2 separate regions of the Danio rerio genome follow, and region 1 is linked to region 2. The links are chromatin contacts, called in public Hi-C maps. All regions are on one chromosome and are shown on one strand. Each heading gives the region's core, a stretch centred on a gene start, on an enhancer-like site or on the middle of the called end of the contact. The rest is flanking DNA. Distances are from core to core; before and after follow the strand shown. Region 1 holds the start of iqgap1 (IQ motif containing GTPase activating protein 1). Region 2 holds the start of crtc3 (CREB regulated transcription coactivator 3).

Region 1 (6,198 bases), core at 3,415-5,914, 130 kb after region 2:
TTAATATCATTCAGTATTTTTAAGCAAATTTTTTTATTGCATTTATAAATTATTATTTTTTTATTGCATTTATAACAATTTAAGATTTTTTTTTTTAATCAAGCTTTGATGCACCACTTGCTTCTGTTCATATCTCAAACAAGTTTATTCAAATATTAATGGCAACAGAACATGGGTTACACTACAAATATATTCTTTATTATGGCAAGAATAAAAGCAAAATAAAAGAGCTCATTTACTTAAAAATACCAATGTTTTTTTTTTTTTTTTTAGATTTAGCCCGCTCTACAGTTCACACAAACTGTCAGGCTAGTTTCTGTCCTCTATTATGCTAAAGCAGCAATAATGGTCCAACATTCCTGTCCATTATCACCAATAAAGCCTAGAGAAACAGGCACCAGTATATTGTAAATTGATAGGTTCAAATATTCCTTTCCAACTATCAAATCAATAATCTGTTCCTTAGTTATAATTTTGTAGCTATTAAATTGTATTAAATTCACATTTCTATATATACATCAGTGTAAAAATCTATGACTGGTGGAAAAACATATTTCTGTAATTGTGTACCTGGCTCACTTTTGCCATGGCCTCTTTAGTTTTTATAAAAACTTATCCCTCTTTACCTTTTAACAAAAACTTTCTCCTTTCCTATGACTGTTGCTATTTTTAGCCAAGAATTATTGGTCATCTCGTTATCTCTATGATCAGAGATCATAAAGATGTCCGTACAGTTGTTCTGTTTCAGACAAAATCTCTTCAAAGTGTTTCATATGCAACTCAAATTAAACGCACTGTTCGCTCGAGTTTTTAAAAAATGCCATGCGCTCCCCAGCCGAAATCATGTCGCGTGCACCCAAAGCGAACATCCGCAAACTCAACAATGATGTCACATTCGCTGCGCGCACTCAAGCGGTCACGTCGAGTATAAACCAGGCTTTACAGCACAAAGCAATGAGAGCCAGCAGTGAAAAAGAAGAGCATTACTAGTTGGAACAAACTGCTCTAAAATAAGCCATATTTTGAGGTATTTGTTGTTTAACTTTAAGGATTAGTTCACCTTAAAATATATTATGCAATTATTTACTGTTTTCTTTCAAGCAAATGCAGTCAGAGTGATATTAAGCAATTTCCTGTCTTCTCCCAGCTTTGTAAAGGCAGAGGATAGAGCCATGGTTTTTAAGGTCTAAACGGCACATCCATCCATTTAAAGTTATCCAAATAGCTCTAATAAATGACATAACTTATCGCAAACCCTGCTGCTTATATCAGAAGGCCTTCATAATAGTCTTTTAAATTAGTTTTATGATGGATGGATTGGCATTTTTGTACTTTAAAACCTTGGGCACCATTGACTACGTTTACATGGACATCAGTAATCTAATTATTTGCATTAATCTGAATAAGATTAATATATGATGAAGGTGTTTACATGAGTTGCTTTTTGAATGTTCCTTTCCTCATACTGTTTTACATGTTTTATAGCACAAAATTCCAATAATTTAATTGCGTCACCATCTAATTTCGGGTGTTTCATTTTTTATTTGTCAACTCTAACTGCAGTTTGGCACTTTCATTTTCATTCAGGATCATTTCATGCATGCCACCGTGACAAACGAGATATTGGATGAGAGGATGAACTGCAGGAAGAGTGTTGTTTTAATAGAATTTGATCAAAAAAACTCCACATTTTGCCACATGACTTTGGTGTGTTGCCGAGTCATGGTCTTTCACTGACTCGGTAGGTGCAGAGAATAGTGTCAAACAGCTGTGGGTGTAAAGATTATCCTGTCACAAAAGGCAGCGAAAAGTCCTACACAACTGTAATAGTTTGATTGCGGTGTTTACATGTCTGTACTAAACTTTAGTAATGACACTAAAATCGGCATACTCCATATGTCTTAATCCGATTTCTGTTTGGTTTGATTATGACCTTAATTGAATTAAATTAATCAAAAATCGATGTGACTCTTACGCCCTATTCACGCAAGGCGTCAACGCTTCCTATTCACTTTGAATGGGTGACTTCAGGCTTTGCTGAACTGCATTATGGATTCGTTGGCACCGCTTCAGCGGCGTTGCTCACTGCAGAAGTTGGGAAATTCGCATCTTTTCAAGCACGAACGCAAGCATCAGCGTCAGATCGCTTTATGTGAATACCCCAGCTCAGACAGTAGCGGATTGCGGACTTGTTTCATTGCCTGATGCTGCATTGACAATCGCATCAGCCACAACTTCAGACACGCTCTCGGTCAAGCGTTGATGCTTAAGTCCCATGTGAATGCGCGGTTAATCAGAATATCGTCTTAATCATATTAAAATCAGATTATTGGAGTCCATGTATATGTACTCATTGACTGCCTTTACAAAGCCAGGATATGCTTGTGTCTGTCTGAGACACCAAAGCTATACAGATCACCTAGAATGGCTTCAGAGTGAGCATTTTCATTCTTGGATAAGCTATACCTTTAACAGGTAATCCAGATTAAAATATTGGCTTTTAGAATAACATGCAAACCTTTGCAGGAGAAAGTAGTTTTTAAAAAATGATGCTACATGACTAGAGAAAATGGGTCATGCTTTCCTATTTAAAACTTCATCATCCATAATGCATCAGGCTTAATGTAACTGTCCACAAGTGGGAAAACACAAAAATGGGTAAATTCAATCTGTAATTTTCACCAAAGCTCCAGAGAGGTCAAACATCTGCGTTTAAATAATCTGGTAAATTTTTACTGAAATATAAATAGGCGTGTCCCTGTGTAAAACAGAGAAAACAAATAGTTTTCATTTACATCTGTTTAACTGTAACAATACAAAACTGCTGGCAGATTTGTCCACTTTTAACCTACACTTTTTCTTTTCAGCTTAGTCCCTTTATCCCTTAGTCCCTTAAATCCGAGGTCGCCACAGCAGAATGAACCGCCAACTTATCCAGCACGCGTTTTACGCAGCGGATGCCATTCCAGCCGCAACCCATCTCTGGGAAACATCCATATACACCCATTCACACCCACACACTACAAACAATTTAACCTACCCAATTCACCTGTACCGCATGTCTTTGGACTGTGGGGGAAACCGGAGCACCTGGAGGAAACCCACGCGAACACATGGAGAACATGCAAACTGCACACAGAAACGCCAACTGACCCAGCCGAGGCTCGAACCAGCGACCTTCTTGCTGTGAGGCGACAGCACTACCTACTGCGCCACCCCTACGCATTTTCTGAAAATGTACATCTTTTTATTGAAATAATGTGATGTAAATGATTTCCTTTTCAATCAAATGCTATGAGTGAATCGAATAGACCAACTGGTCGAATTAATCAAGACTCTAAACCGGTAGTTAATTGATACTTAGATGAATGCATGATTCTTTTTTTGAATTGTAAAACTGGCTATGATACACTCGATAATGCTTTGAAGTTGGTCATTTTTCTGAGAAAGTTTCACATACACAAGGCAAAAGTAATGCCTCCTTTATTTTTACGGTAAAGATTTAAAAATATTTCTCAATTCTTTAACTTCAATTACAAGAAGGCTTTAAAAGCATCACTAATAATGAACAAAATAATTCGTACAATCTAATAGTTTAAATATTATGGATCCCTGTGTGTGTGTGTGTGTGTGTGTGTGTGTGTGTGTGTGTGTATGAAGAGTTCAGAAGCAAAAACCTCTAAATGCCACCTGAAATGTTATTCTAAAATGAGCATTTTTATCAGGATCTTTTTTTCTGCATCACATGCTATGACTTTCATGTCATCGTGTAACTCTGTATGTCAGTTATATGCTTCAATAAAAAAATATACGTAATAATAAAAAATGTGAACCGATTCAAAAGATTCACTTTAAACTGACATGAATCACACTTCACCTGAGAGGTGTGGGTTATATTTGAAACCTGCATATTGAAAGGTGCAGCAGCTGTCAGCTAGTGAAAGATCACACTGTTTTAGTAGAAGAAACAGAGATCTGCATCGACGGAAGAAAAGTAGCTCTAAATTTAGCCAGTTTGGTAATGGGGGCTTCACCCAGGCCGGGGGGAAAAATAAATAGCAGCGCGCGATACAAAGACGCCTTTTTTCCAGCGTGACGTTCACCCTTCACTGAAGCGTTTTTAGTCATTGGTTTATTTCTTTTAAAAAAAGAGACAACACTCAAAGGTGAAACAGGGCTTCACTATGTGTTAAATTCAAACCACTGACCGCTTTACATAACCTTTTTTTCCAAGCAGCCTTGTCTAAATTGCAGATATCATACAGTTGTTTGATGCTCAATTTAACGCTCATCTTGATCTGTAGCTTTTAATGCTTCAGGAGATCAAGTGTGAGGATCTCGATGCTTTATAGAAGTACAGTATAAACAGCATGTTGGGGTGTTCAGAAATGTTGTCCAGGTGATCCTGCTCCATACAGTATTTTAATGCGGAAGTTGTAAACCATGCCGATGCAAACTTGAGCATTAAAAAAAAGAGCAGCTGTATTAAAACATCAGAAATCAAGTGAAAGGCAGCTTCCTTAAACCAAAGAACCTGCATAAAATAAAAGTCAAGTTTTCTTGTAACACATCGAGCAGAGAGTTAAACAAACGCCTGAAGAAAACGTATTAATACTTACACCCATATCTAGGTCGGAAACCGTCTGTCTCGTCTGAAGTTGACATGTTTTCTGAGAAAAGTTAAGTAGTCCAATTTCGTTTACGCGTTCTCGATGTAGTTTTTTAGGGCTTTTATTTAGACCTTGAGAAGGCACCTCTGGCCCCCTTTCTTACTTCTCTGCACTTCTCAGACTTTTTTCTTCTTCTTGAAAACTCACTGATGTCATGGGCGTGTTCCTTCCTAAATCCTGAAGTATGCGTTTCAGGAAACACCCATTTGAAGAACAGCGCTTCAAACCTTTTATATGTGACTGCAGCGCCCTCTGAAGTCACAGTCCGCCACAGCAATCTATAGCAGTGAGTCTCCAGCAGGGGGCGCAGCAAACTAACAAGGACCGCGCATAGACTGCAAAATATAGGGACCGTACTGTTTCAGATGGTATCAATTCAGGAAAATTAATTGATAAATGATTTAAAAAAATCAATTACATCATATGTAATCAAAATATAAATTACAACAGTATAATACAATTTCCACTGCTGATCAAAAGTTTGGAATTAGTAAGATTTGTTCATTAGGCCTAAAAGATTCATTTAAAATGTAAATAGTGTTTTCTGCTCAGGCTGAATTCACCTGATCAAACATCAGACATAAAATAAAAGCATAAATATTCTGGAATTTTATTTTCAATAAAAATAATAAAATTATTTACATATTTTATGTAAACATATTTTTTAAATGTTATTGTCACATGATCCTTCAGGAATCATATGCTGATGTGTTGGTCATTTTTACCCGTGAATATAAATTCCTTATAAAAATGAACCATGGTTTTACTATTATTATTTTACAAGGTATTTATATTTATTGGTGTCACAGTGGCACAGTGGGTAGTACGATTGCCTCACACTCACAGCAAGAAGGTCGCTGGTTTGAGCCCCGACTGGGCCAGTTGGCATTTCTGTGTGGAGTCTGAATGAAAAGAAAATGAATGAATGAATTTGTATTTGTTTTACTACACAGTAAAAAACTCCTGGTTACCTTAAGCTGAAATTAAATTAACCTCAGGAATTAATGGAGCTCATACTATATTAAACAGACTTAAAACAGCTTGCGTAACTTATAAAAATTATGTTGGAACGTGATTACCTTAATTTAATAAGTCACAATGAAGTAAAGCATAGCTGTCATGACTAATTGATCGTATAATTATTTAGTGTACAAATATCATGGTTAGGCTAACTATGTGGTAATGGCTAGTCACAAAACTCTGGGAAACAGGCCTGACAAGGATCTAGCCTATTTCTTTCTTTCTTTCTTTCTTTCTTTCTTTCTTTCTTTCTTTCTTTCTTTCTTTCTTTCTTTCTTTCTTTCTTTCTGGTTTGTTTAATTTAGCTTTAATGTAGGCCTATTGTTTTACACATTGGAGCTTATTCTATATTATATTATATTCGTGTTGCTCATGTAGCTACCTAATATATGCATGAAATCGTAAAGCAAAATTACCAATTGAACATGCAATAAACTGCTTTCAATCTAAGCGTCAGCAAAACAAATAGCCTTCCTTTTGCCCCATAGCTGACCCAATAATGCCTTTA
Region 2 (6,332 bases), core at 2,924-5,423:
TTTGTGTGTTTGATTTGATTTATTTATTTATTTATTTATTTATTTATTTGGCAAACATCCTCAGATATTAAGAGATATCATGTACAGTCAGTATCAAAAAAAAAGTTGAAAAACCTATAATTAACCTTTAGTTTTATAAAGGCACTGTGTAAATTATTATAACTATTATTTATAGTGAACAGTGCTTCTTTTGTCCACCTAAACCAGGGGTGGCCAAACTTTTTCATAGTAAGGGCCAAAAACCAAACTTGATTGAGGGTGGTGGGCCAAAGGTAAATACACAAAACTGTATTATGTTAAAGTTGCTATTTGCTATTAGGGTTGCACGGATTACCAGTACATTGGTGGTATCGCGATACTATGGCTCCAAAATACTGGCTGTGCCACTGTACTTTATAAACGGTAGTATCAAAATTAATGGTTTATCTACAATACATAATGTTGCATGTGGAAAAGTCACTAAACTGCTCAAACATTTGTGCAACAATAGACCTTTTTTATTTTGCCCCCTATATTTCTACTCAGCCCCTCAAAGTTTTGCTATTAAAACTGTAAATTATTGCCTCAGTCCCCTTTAAATTTAATATGAAAACGGCAGCAGTATTCAGCTTCTTCCTGTCTTTTGTTTTTCATTTGATCAGCAAACCACAGCCGTGGACAGCGAGAGAACGAGGTGTGCATTTATCAATAAATTGTTAAAGTATCTGCTTATTTGCAGTAGTTTAATATAGATAACATTGTATCACCTGTATCCCAAAGTCAAGGAGGAGCAGTCTGGTTTTCTCAGCGTTCACTTCATCAGCACAGCTGTTTTCTCCAGCAAAAAACTCTTAATGACAAATTCGCTATTTTTATTTCAAAATGAACTACCAATATTAAACACTTTACAGTTCGTGTGGCATTAACTATACCATACAGTCTTGCACAGAAAGGATTAAACCAAGTGACAGAAGCACTTAGAGAATGTACTCGTTTAAACTGTCACTGATTTAATAAATGGAAATAAAAAATGCACTTGAATATAGAAAGTGTTTTTTACTATAGTAAACAGGTGGGTTGAGCCTATTTGGCTTATTCAGAACTCAAATGACTGTGGCTGTCTATGTAATAAAGTGGAATACAACCCATATTAAACACATTTTTAAGTGTATTACTATTCAATTACTACTTATAAATGTAATATTAGGTTTATATATACAGTTGAAGTCAGGATTATTAGCCCCCTTTGATTTTTTTTCTTCTTTTTAAAATATTTTTCAAATGATGTTTAACAGAGCAAGGACATTTTCACAGTGTGTCTGATAATATTTTTTCTTCTGAAGAAAGTCTTATTTGTTTTATTTCGGCTAGAATAAATGCAATTTTGAATTTTTTATGAACCATTTTAGGGACAAAATTATTAGCCCCTTTAAGCTATATTTTTTCTCGATTATCTAAAGAACAAACCACTTTTATACAATAACTTGCCTAATTACCCTAACCTGCCTACTTAATTTAATTCATCTAGTTAAGCCTTTAAATGTCACTTTAAGCTGTAGAGAAGTGTCTTGAAAAATATCTAGTCAAATATTATTTACAGACATCAAGGTAAAGATAAAATAAATTGGTTATTTGAAATGAGTTATTAAAATTATTATCTTTAGTAATGTGTTGAAAAAAAATCTTCTCTCGGTTAAACAGAAATAGGAAAAAAAATAAACAAGCGGTCTAATTTAATTTAGGGGGCTAATAATTCTGACTTCAACTGTGTGTATATATATATATATATATATATATATATATATATATTTTTTTTTTTTTTTTTACTTGTAAGGAGTTAAGCCCCTCTTAAATGAACATCCTAAATTCGCTCCCACTCGTTGACATTTCTGCATTGTCTTCTGTCCATTGAGTAACAGTATTTACATTCATAATCAGATTCATTTACAAATAAATTTCATTCAAAGATTTCATTTCAACTTTTTAGTTGATCAATAAAACAAATATAAAGAATTCTCTGTTAAAGGCATGTTAATGGTGGGCCAAATCAAAGGTCCTCAGGTCCTAGTTTGAGCATCTTTGACCTAACTAATCCTTATCATTTTAGCGCCTTTCTGCTTTAGGACTTAATGTTGGGTTAATTTACAAATGAATGTACATTATTCATTACAAAAAGCGTATACATAAATTTCCTTCTTTAATAATCCTGCTGAGAATCAGAGCCACATTAACAAAGCAATAAAACTGATGCTTATTTATTCAAGCACACTATTTTGCATAATGAGGTAATGGGTGAATTAAACAAAATTTTGAAATATCTAACAGACTAGAATTTAACCAAATGCCCAATGCTGATTTTGCAGCCATTCTGTCTAATGTAATATCATCAAAGCCCCTAAATGTAGTAAGAACATCTCTGATGTTACCACTGTTTTACTGTAGTAACTGTGGCATCTTGGGTAGAAACTATGGTTGCCATGGTGACTTCTGCAATCAAATCATCTGTACACCAAGAAAGAAATACGTTTGCAGAATACAACTAACTTCACCTCTGATCGAGTGTTGACTAGCAAATATGATGAGCTAAATTAAATGCATCAGCCCTTTAATGATGTCAATATGAATCAATATGCGTGCAGTGCGACAGCGGTGCTACAGACATCCACATCCCTCCTCACGAGCTCGATTGAACGTTCATTTCACATTCTCACTGACGCATTTGCGCACAGGACAAACTTAGACAGCTGAATTTAATGTATGAGATCGATGGAGCGAGGTAATTTCCTAATTTGGCTGAGCTTACCCTTGAGACAGTGAGGTCTGTCATGAGCTGCTCGAAGGCCCGCGTCTCCTCCGCCTGTTTCTGGTTGTGCAGCGCGATCTTCTCGCTGAACTTCCGCGGGTTGGAGCCACTCGAGCCCGGGGATCCAGACATGGTCGGGCCGCAGAGTTTCGTGATAATCTTCGCAGAGAACTGACAGTTGAATGTCTTCGATATAGAAGTTAAACGTGCTTAAGTTGTCCCTCCATGTCTGAAAAGCGAGGAAGAGTGCAGTCCAGTCTCTTTAATGATGTTTGACGAGGTCGCTTTAATGACAAGAGCTTTGCAACCATTAATGAGCTGGAAAATGCGATGAAAGCGTATTATTAACAACTTAATGGAGTTAATTTCGCTTGAGCGCCAATTATCGATGGTATCTGGGAATTCCTTTTATTTTAATAATGTCAATATTTGTATACAGGCGATGAGCCGAATTTGCTAAAAGTTTGTCAGGAAACTGGACATCGCTAAATTATCAGTTTCGCTTGGCATCACAAAAGTAGTTCTTGCTTTGTATCGCGTAAGAAACAGGATGAGAAATAAAATACTGCACGATACCAAACAGAAAAGCTTCTACTTGGAAATGTTTCACTTGGATTTACGAAACAAGTTCAGTAGCGACTCTAGCTAGCAGGCTAAATACTTTGGATTCTAACAAGAGCGATTTTAATTATGCATTTTTCATGATTCCGCATAAATATTTAAGTGCCTACCATTATTTATGAATTAAGGTTGACAGCTAGTGATTTAACTGTCTGAATGTGCGTAATTGATTGATATTGCTTGCTAATGTACGGCGTAAAGTCAGCCGTGACAGCTAACCAGCTAATGAGCAATATGATAATCAAAACAATACAAGCGATTTCTCTCAAACCGACTGTAAATGACAGCAAACACCCGTGCGACCTGTTAAAGAATCACTTATAAAGCTAATTCAGTTATCCTGATTGTCCACAACACTTGAGTTAGTTTCGTGAGATTTCAACAAGTGGTCTCGCCGATGTAAACCTCATTACGCATTCAAAACTCGTCTAAACAGGTACGCGCGACAGCAACTTCGCAGCAAAGTAACGTTAGCGGCTGAAAGTGAGCAACAGACACTGGCTGTCCTGCGGCCACTGATCGACCGCTGTTGACACACGAGTCTGCCTAAATGTTTAGATGTTACTGATTCGCGAAGTGCAGCGGTGAAATGCGATCGTGTGGTCCGCGTGTGCTGCGCTCTTCTCTCTTCTTCTCCGTGTCCATCACCTGTACATCCAGCTGAACTGCGAGGCTCCCGCTCGTGACTCCACGCCGCACATTTGTTTTGTCAACTCCGATCCCTCACTCCGAATGAAAACAAGCCGAGGAGAAAATACTCAAGCCTGCCCCAAAACTGCAAAGCGATTTTTTGTTTTATAAGTTGTGTCCACAAGGAGGCAGTGGAGTTCCCTTAAAGGGACACACACATCATATTTACGCTGAGAATGTGTAACTTATCATGCGTGCACACATAACGCAGGCCACTGTCAGAAAGTGTATTTATAGTAGGGAAGAAAACAGAAAATCTTAAAGGAGGAATCTTAAAGGATCAAACACTCGGAGCATTATCTGTTGTTAAAAATATATAGTGAATGTAAATAATAAGATTGTTCTTGAGTAGTAATCAGCCTCTTTAAATGGTTTCTGAAGGATCAAGTGACAGCAGAAGGCTGAAGTAGCAGGTTTGCCATCTTTGATTTCATTAACAGTTATTTACAAAGAATAGGGATGAGTAGGGATGAAAGAACCTTTTTTTTTTTTATAAAAACCTCATTTTAAAGGGCACCTATTTTTCCCCTTTTACAAGGTGTATGATAAGCCTTTGGTGTCTCCAGAATGTGTCTGTCTTAAAATGTGCATCTTAAAATACCCACCAGATTATTTATTATAGAATAATCCAGAATCTGCCCATTTTGATGTCTGAGTATACTGAAGCTGTTTTTGTAGCCTGTGGCTTTAAATGCAAATGAGCTGCTTCTCTCTGCCCACCGTTTCCACCTGTGTGTCTGCTTCTCATTATGCGTTACATCAGATAAACAGCAGTCAGTGACAGAGACAGACATGGATGAAGCTGAAATACAGGTCATTCGTAAAAAATACGTTTAAAAGTAAGTTTATTTGATGTATTTGTGGTGGAGTTTATTCAAGCCTTTCTGAAATGATGAGTCTCACACAAATGATGCTTGCAGTATACACACACACATATATATTAGCGTTTACTGATACCTTGCGCCCGTGGTCATTATAGTAGTTAGGAATTACATAGCAATTTTACTGTCTATTACAAACATGCTCTGTTTTAAAAATGTTTTAAACCTATAAAACTAACAAAAAATCACAGAGTTTTAAAAAATATTTTAATCCCAGTTTGTTTGCAATTAAATCTTCTGTGTGCATGTGTGTACTTGTTATTATAGAAACATGGCGCCTGTCAATCAATTCAGTGGGCGGGAAAATTGCACTTCAAGGTCATGTTGCGGTGGGCCTAAAAATCACAGGGATTTGGGTCCTACTTTAAGGTCAGGAAATTAAAAAAAAAATAGAGACTTGCTGAGTTTCTATCACTTCAGTATGAATGTGGACACACTATACCAACACACAGTTCTGTTGAAAAAGCTTCAACTTCAACCAAAATTCTACAGGCACTTTTAGCCTTGTAAAGTTAAGTAAAAAAAAAAAAAAAAAAAAAAAACTTGTTCAAAATTAGCATTACATAGCCTTAAAAGTTTAAACAATTTGTCTAGTTTGAAGATCTGTAAGAGGACAAACTTAGATATAGAGAAACATTTTTTCCCATTTTTTTTAACTGAACAAATGTCAATTCCAGCACATCTCAATATAGAGCTTATTTCAAACTAAAATAAATGATGGCAGTCAAACATTGTCTAAGATCATTTTTGTGTCTAGTTTAACCAATCTTTCCGCAATATATATATATATATATATATATATATATATATATATATATATATATATATATATATATATATATATATATATATATATATATATATATAATGAATATACATTTGTCAATGAAATAAATTAGTTGTATGCTGAATTATACACCTGTCACACTCAAAAATGTAATTAATTTGGTTAAGAGCTTATTCAAAAATAAATAAACTGAATTTGTATGTTAAATAGAGTATGAACTTATACATTGTGAATACACTTTAAATGTGTGATGAGAACTTTTAAAATATATTTTTTTAATGTGTGTGGTGATGGAAATAACATTTGAATGAACAGTTTATTGTGGAAAAAAATGAAAAATAGCTTCACCGATTAGCTTTGAATTAATATTAGCCTGTCATGTATACAAAACACTCTTATTTACCTTCATTTTGTTTGGTTTTTAAATACATCTTTGAAGGTTCAACAGGTTTCAAAATGAGGTAGAATAAATGTATTTCCTTATCCAGCAATATTTACCTTGATTTTTCTTTAAGTGTTGTTAATAAAAATGTAAGTTCCCTCCATCTTCAAGATGTTCTCAGATATCACT

What was found. Hi-C and Micro-C count contacts between places; a contact is called where the count stands out from the background.
Region 1: a Hi-C map of hematopoietic stem cells shows a contact between it and region 2, with 3 times the contacts expected there. The contact joins the promoter of iqgap1 here to the promoter of crtc3 in region 2. A contact is called at or near these places in 2 of 18 Hi-C or Micro-C datasets (hematopoietic stem cells and an unstated tissue).

Annotation. Positions count from the first base shown.
Region 1 is chr7:52,602,292-52,608,489 of GRCz12tu, forward strand. It overlaps iqgap1 (IQ motif containing GTPase activating protein 1), which reads right to left and starts at 4,665. Exons shown (of 37, transcript NM_001308966.1): 1 at 4,620-4,665. The coding sequence starts at 4,665.
Region 2 is chr7:52,470,967-52,477,298 of GRCz12tu, forward strand. It overlaps crtc3 (CREB regulated transcription coactivator 3), which reads right to left and starts at 4,174. Exons shown (of 15, transcript XM_073907312.1): 1 at 4,052-4,174; 2 at 2,783-3,011. The coding sequence starts at 2,914.